Regions from separate parts of the Sus scrofa genome. Here region 2 is linked to region 1. Evidence: chromatin contacts called from public Hi-C data. All regions are on one chromosome and are shown on one strand. The core of a region is the stretch at or near the end of the contact, and the rest is flanking DNA. Distances in the headings are between cores, read along the strand shown. Region 1 overlaps KLF12 (Kruppel like factor 12). Region 2 overlaps KLF12 (Kruppel like factor 12).

Evidence for each region. A called contact is a pair of places that touch in the nucleus more often than the background predicts.
Region 2: a contact with region 1 is called in a Hi-C map of omental adipose tissue, with 2.0 times the contacts expected there. The contact joins two enhancer-like sites. A contact is called at or near these places in 1 of 5 promoter capture datasets (liver), 20 of 47 Hi-C or Micro-C datasets (alveolar macrophages, blood, brain and 13 more) and 1 of 2 datasets of contacts at active chromatin or transcription factors (skeletal muscle).

Annotation. Positions count from the first base shown.
Region 1 is chr11:46,256,111-46,259,842 of Sscrofa11.1, forward strand. The region is part of intron 1 of KLF12 (Kruppel like factor 12); the gene reads right to left. Among named protein-coding and RNA genes, the nearest start is that of KLF12, 50 kb to the right of the region's middle. Within about 2 kb of position 1,506, at least 10 of the 83 cell types and tissues checked have an H3K27ac peak or open chromatin away from gene starts, as enhancers often do. A contact at or near this core is called in omental adipose tissue, where this site is marked.
Region 2 is chr11:46,288,452-46,292,228 of Sscrofa11.1, forward strand. All of the region lies in intron 1 of KLF12 (Kruppel like factor 12), which reads right to left. Among named protein-coding and RNA genes, the nearest start is that of KLF12, 18 kb to the right of the region's middle. Within about 2 kb of position 2,385, at least 4 of the 83 cell types and tissues checked have an H3K27ac peak or open chromatin away from gene starts, as enhancers often do. A contact at or near this core is called in omental adipose tissue, where this site is marked.

The DNA.
Region 1 (3,732 bases), core at 256-2,755:
ATGGCAGATCTGATCAAATGAAAATTTCAACATATCAATCTCAAACATCTCCCACAAAAACAACCAACATAAGTCCTGGATTAAGAGTGAATTCTTAAACTGAAGTCTTAACCAAAGAATAAATAATTTGTTTTCTTTTTTTCTGTCTTTTTGCCTTTTCTAGGGCCGAACCCAAGGCATATGGAGGTTCCCAGGCTAGGGGTCTAATCGGAGCTGTAGCCACTGGCTGACCCCAGAGCCACAGCAATGTAGGATCCGAGCCGCGTCTGGGACCTACACCACAGCTCACGGCAACGCCAGATCCTTAACCCACTGAGCAAGGCCAGGGATCGAACCCGCAACCTCATGGTTCCTGGTCAGATTCATTAACCACTGAGCCACAAGGGGAAATCCTAAATAATTTGTTTTCTGTTCAGGTGTATGTTTGGCTCCACTGACCACCTCTTGAAAGGAAAACCTTACTTCTCTCGTGGCTCCATAGAATTTCAAACAACATTTATAAAAAGATTCAATCGAGGTCATTTTTGACTAAGATCCACAGCTTTGGGAATTTTCTGAAGTCAATAACCCAAGAAGGGAGTCAGAAAGCCACACATCAGCACTTGCTTCCGGCCAAAATCAGGCTCATGTTTTAAAACGTGTTGAGAATGCCAACTTTACCCTCAATACCGACTAAACGAAGAAATTAAAATGACAAAGTTTGACTGGGTTTTTAGAATGGTTTACTTTGCTCAATTATAGAATGTAACCATATGACACCAAGGTGGTCTTATTAAAAGAAAAACAGCTATGTTTCTAAATGTTTTGTCTACCTAGTGACAAAAAGGTTAATATCACCTCTAAGCCTTCAGGTTTTCACGATTCATAGAGTTGTTCTCCCCAACAGACAGTTAAATAAAAACAACTCCCACTTCAACACATCATAAATTAAATGTTTTTATTACCAAATAATACCAACAGAGTGCAGTATAGTGAAGCTCTAATTATTTCTCCTATGTCTTGACTCTCCTTTTTTGTTTAAGAAAAACACTCCAAGAAATAAAATGTTTGGGGCCTCTTAGCACAAATATTTGCTCAGAGAAATCAACAGGAAGAAGAAAAAGCAAATTTACGCTAGAGCTGACTAATAAGCATTTAAAATTTCCATGCTACCTTATCTGTTAGGTAAGAGTAAGAAGAAAAATTACTGTCATGTTCCTCTCTCAGAATGTACAATAAGATTAAAACTGGCAGGATCCTTTTTTTTTTTTTTTTTTAACGTTTGCTTTTGACGTGTCCATATTTTTCAGGGATTTTGCATCCCCATAGCATAGAAGAGAAGGAACTTATGGTATTGCTGGGGAGCTCAGTGCATTTGTTCCAAGCTTAAAATCCTTTCATGGAGGCTGGTGAGTTGTTGACACATCAGGCATGGATCTCAAATCCCAGTGTGTCAACTTGCTTCCATGCTTGGAAGCGGCCAGCCTGGCTTGCCATCTCCCAGCCTCAGGAAAGGCCTCCTGCTGCCAGCAGCCCTCAACTGCCCGGCCTTTCACAGCAGCCAGGAATCCACCCAGCAAAGTATCCCCTAGGCTGTTTGGTTGGTAGACAATGAAGGATGAGTTGACAGTACTTCCTACCCTGGAGGAGGTCTTGCCCAGACAGAAAGGGAAGAAGATGCCTTGCAAAGGAAGGGAAAAGACAAAGAGCGATTCTGGAAAGGCAGGTTTAATGAACTGTTAGAATCTGATTAGAGGCTAATGTCCCTTTTAGTGCTTTGTACCAATTTACAGCTGATAGACTTTAACCATTTTCCTTACTGGCTGTGATAAACTCATTCGTTTAAAAACATGCAAGCTAACCAGTCTCTGAAGTTAAAAATGGAAAAATCATAAAAACCTGACTGGGTTCAGATTCCATTTAGTACATTTAAGTATCACTATATTTTCATTACAATTTTGGTTGTTGTTGCAGTACTCAATGAACTCTGCATGTATTAAGCCAGGGCTACATTTCAGTTTCATGGAAAAGTGAAAAAACTGAAGACATTTTCGAAAAAATTTAAGAGATGACGTTTTCCCTGAAAATATTTCTCTTTCCATGCTTTTTCCAGGATCGGCCGCAGCCCAGCCATAATAAACCTCATGAATAACACAGTTCACAGCTAAGGAACCAATTCTTAATTATTATGCTCTTGCAACTCGTGCAGATTCAATCTGTATATACGACCGAAAGTTATACGGAATACACACCAAGCATATTAATCTCTGCATTCATGATGCTAACCTTGTTTAGAATAAACAGAAGCACCAAGCATCACACCACATTCCAAACCATCCAAGAAGGCGAGTGGTTTTTATAAAATGCATGGTAATTGCACGGCCTTGAAGACAGAGTCCTTGGAACAAAATATCGAGAGATTTCTCTCTCTAAGCTAAAATCAGATACATACAATCTCAAGTGACTGCAGACTTTAAATATGTAATAAACCTCTAATAATTTGAAATGGCTGTCAAACATATCTTGCCATGATCTTAATCAAAACACATTTGCCAGGGAATCCAATAGCTCAAGTGATTCCCAAGAGGTAAATAAAATTACACAGTCATCAATTTTAGTAACGTGGGCCTCCTTATTTACGCTGCAACAAACATTCTGATATTATGCGACCCTATATAACTTACATAAATGTGTTGATATTCACACACACGTGTGTTTACACCTAGGTTACTCATTTCATATGAGTAAGCTGTACCAATTAATGCCAAATTTATCATCAGATTTATGAGCTGGCTGTTGACCAATTACACATGCCCTGAATGAGAATGCTACTCTGGCTCTTCCTATCTGCCAAGGAAGATTCTGCAGCAGAGCAATCCAGCTGACGGGAGCTCTCCCAGTCAAAGGCAGTATAAACACAACTGTCATCAATCCTAACATCTCAGAATATTTTGAATGGAACGTGTCAGAAAGACAAGGACTGATGCTCAATGATCATAGCTCATAAAAACAGAGAACGGCAGTGACTTTCCAGGTCAGCTTCTACGGTTGCTTTCTTACTCCCAGAATGCAGGTGTTTTCCTCTCCCTCCTCCAGACTGTGGGCCATCCAGCTGGCACAGCTAGAGCACTAAAGAGCCAGCCAGTCAATATTCAATAGAACCAGTTTTTACACAAAGTTTCCCTTCATAAGTCAAAACTATCCCCTTGGATGTGTACTGATTTTTCAAGATACAGGACGTAGTCACTTAAAGACGTTTCTATCTTGAATTTCCATGTTTGGCCACAGATAATGAGAAATACAAATTGCCCTGATCCATATACCTGTTTTGTAAATAAGTGATGTAAGGGACTTATTTATTTATTTATTGTCTTTTTAGGGCTGCACCTGCAGCATACGGAGGTTCCCAGGCTAGGGGTTAAATCAGAGCTGCAGCTGCCAGTCTACACCACAGCCACAGCTGCATCTGCAATCTACACCACTGTTCATGGCAACGCCAGATCCTTAACCCACTGAGCGAGGCCTGGGATCAAACCTGTGTCCCCATGGATACCAGTCAGTTTCATTCCACTAAACCACAACAGGAACTCCAGATGCAAGGGACTTACGAGCAGCCATTTAGGCTTCATTGCACCACACTGATGAAGGCACAGTCAGAAAAGATTTTTAAAGGTTTATAATACAAGCCTACCAACTTTAAAAGTATCATCCTTTGGGTACTTTTTCCTATAGAAAAGCAGAACACCCAGATTA
Region 2 (3,777 bases), core at 1,135-3,634, 33 kb after region 1:
GATATCTTGCCAATATTGTCTTCCTATCCATAAACAAAGGGTATCTCTCTATTTATGTTTTTTATTTCTTTTATCAAAGTTTTATAGTTTTCTGTATGCAGACCTTGTATATATTTTGTTAGGTGTAAATCTAAGCATTTAATTTTGGGGAGAGCTACTGCAAATGGTAATATGTTTTAAAATTCAAATTGTTCATTTGCTGGTATATAGGAAAGTGATTGACTTTTTATATTAACCTTGTATTTTACCACCTGTGATAACTGTTGATTAGTTTCAGGAGTAATTGGTTGATTCTCTGGGAGTTCTACATATATGATCTTGTCATGTAGAAACAAAGAGAGTTTTACTTATTCCTTTTCAGTCTGTATACCTTTTATGCCCCTTTCCTGTCTTTTCTAGAGTGTGAGCTAGGACTTCCAGTATGCTGTTGAAAAGCAGTGTTGAGAGTTTACATCCCTGCATAGTTCCTGATCTTGTGGAAATTTCTGGGTTCTCATCATTATGTATGATGTTAGGTGTAGGTCACTTGCAAATGTTTATGTTAGGGTTCTCTAGAGAAATAGAATCAGTGGGATACATATGCAGAAAGATAAGAAGATTTAATATAAGAATTGGTTCAGGCAAGTAGAGAGTTTGAGATATGCCACAGTATGCCATCTGTAAGCTGCGAAGCCAGGAAAAATTGGTGGTATCATTCAGTCCAATTCTGAAGGCCTGAGAACCAAGGGAACTAATAGTGTAAGCCCTAGAATTTCAAGGGTGGATAACCAGACTCTTGGAGGTCTCAGAGCAGGGGGAGATCAATGTCCGAGTTAAGAAGAGAGATAGAGAATTTGCCCTTCCTCTGCCTTTGTTGTTCCTTCTGGGCCTTCAGTGGATCTGTTGATGCCTGCCAATTGGGGACATAGGTGAGGGTGAGGGTGGATCTTCTTCAGTCAGTCTACTTAATCAAATACTAACTCTTATGGAAACGTCCTCACGGACCTACCTAGAATTAAAGTTTTACAAGCTATCTGGGCATGCTTTTTAGCCAAGTCAAGATGACATATACAGTTAACAATTTCTTTGTCAAGGTGATGGAGTTCCCCTCAAGCCCTACTTTATGGAGAGTTTTTTTTATTATTATTATTATTAATGTTAGATTTTGTCACATGCTTTTTTTTGCATGTATTGATATGATCATGATTTTTTATTTTACTTTAGCCTATTGATGTGAGGGATTATATTTGATTTTCTAGTGTTGAACCCGCCTTACATACCTTGGATAAATCTCACTTGGATGGGGTGTATAATTCTTTTAATACGTTGTGGCATCCATTTTGTTAATGTTCTGTTGAGAATTTCTGCAGCTATGTTTATTAGAGAGATTAGGCTATAGTTTTCTTTTCTTGAAATGTCTTTGGTTTTGATAAAATGATAATACTGGTAGCATATAGTTGCGTCTTGTTTTTTGATCCACAATCTGTGTCTTTTAACTTGTATATTTATTCCATTAATATGTAAAGTAATTATTTTAGTTAGATTAATATCCACCGTATTTGTTACTATTTTCTGTTGGTTGCAGTTGTTCTTTGTTCTTGTTTTTCTCTTACACATTTTTTCTACCTTTTGTGGTTTTAATTGAACATTTTGTGTAATTTTATTTTCTCTCCTTTCTTAGTATATTGGTTATATTTCTTTTTTGATTTGTGTTAGTACTTACCCTCAAGTTTGCAGTATATATTTATGACTGATACAAGTCTACTTTGTTTCATAGATAGTGCAAGTACTTTATAATAAAAAAAAAAAATTGATTCCTTCCTCCTTGATCTGCCCATGAAAGGCATTCCTCTTTTCTGTTACTATGTTTTTGACCACTTGCGTTTCTTTTTGAGTAGTTCTTAGAATTTCTATTTCTCTGCTTACATTATTCATCTGTTCTTGAATGCCGTCTACCTTTTTATTTGGCTGTGCCCATGACATGTGGAAGTTCCCAGGCCCAGGATCAAACCCATGCCACAGCAGTGACAGCACTGGTACCTCAATCCCCTGAGCTACCAGGGATCTCTGTATGTTGTCTACTTTTTAAATAGAATCCTTAGCATATTAATCATTGTTTTAAAAATTCTTTGGTTATTTCAGTATTCCTGCCACATCTGACTTTGGTTCTGGTGTCTCTTCAGTCTCTTCAGACTGAGCTTTTGCTTGTTAGTATGCTTTGTATTTTTTTGGTTGAAAGGTAGACATGAGGTACTGAATAAAATGAAGTACTGTGAGTAGGGTCTTAGTAATATAGTTGGAAGATGTAGGAGGAGAGGAGGTATTCTGTAGTCCTATGGTGGGGTCTTAGCCTTTTGGTCAGCATGTGTCTCAGCTGTGTAATTCACTAGTGCTTCTGAGTCCTCCCCATCCCTCTTACTTGGGATAGGATAGCTCCAGGAGTAGGAGTTGTGTATTTCCCTTCCTGCAGGTAGGTTATGTGCTGGTAAGACCCATCAGTCAGGCTCTGGTAAGAGTTTCTTTGGAGGGAAGTTCTTGTTAAGAATTTAGTGCTCTGACATATTCAAATGGAAGTCCTCCCTGGGATGGGAGTATTTAGAGGATTTTTCTCCAATACTCACTGTAAGGAAATGGTACAGTTCCCAGAGACTAAATCTTGAAAAGTGTGGGGACCTCCTATAAACTGGAGTTTTTTAACTCTCAGGTTTGCTCATCCTGAGCCTCCAGTAATTCTTCAGTAACAGTTCAGATTTCTCTACCCCAGTACTGGTTTCCAAAGAGGCTGTGGTTCAGGGATTTCTGCTCTGGCAAGTTGTAGTTCTCTGCATCCTCTTGTCTTTCTTTGGAGCTGTGGTTTGCCTTATGACCTCACTTCTTTGATAGGTCTAACAAAAGTTGTGAGTTTTGTTTATTCAGGTTTTTACTTGTTGTTATTATGATGGATTGATGACCTTAAGCTTCTTACATGGTGGATCAGAAACTGAAAGTCTGAGGATATTTTTAATTCTTCGAAAAAATGCAGTGTTGAGAACCCAGTTCTTTTCTACATAACTCTCTAGGAATTTTCTCAAATAACAATTCCAGTATAGTTGTGTAATCAGAGAATGTGGCCTTAACATGTAAAGGCCCAGAGAAGTGGGAGAGCTACACAAAGGGCAGAGAGTAAGTAAAGTGTCTGTAGTTATTTTCTAAGATAGACTCTTTTGTTTAAAATTCTGACAAGTATAAATCTTTTTTGCTCTAGTACTTTTTCAGGCAAGAACAGATAAGATTAATTTTTCCGTAAGACAAAAATCTTTTAAAATACTGACTACTGACTACTTAATGTAGTCCCTGACTACTCTAAATAGTGGGGCGAAAAAGTTTTCGGCCTATTTTCCATTTTCAGAATGCTTAATTATTAGCAACAGATAGAAATGTAATGTATACACTTTTCTATTGTGGAATTGACTAGAAGTTAAAAAAAGATTGGAGTATTAGCAAACTAGATAGCAATATATCATAGATCTCTGTGATGAAAATAAGTGCGAATTTGGTTGATAGCCCCCTTGGAGCTTTATAACAGAATTCAACAAATCAATTACAAATATAACTTAGATAATAAGTTCCTTTCCATTTCACCTACTTTTTTTTTAGATTTGTGGTAGTTAAATTTTAAATATACAGTCAATATACATGCAACTCTTATGTGTGCAGTTTCCTTGTTAGGGAATTGATGCGACATTTTTATACTTTATGAGAGTTGATTTGGATAAAACCTGATTTCTCTCATCTGCTTTTCTTTTAGCCTTGGCCTGT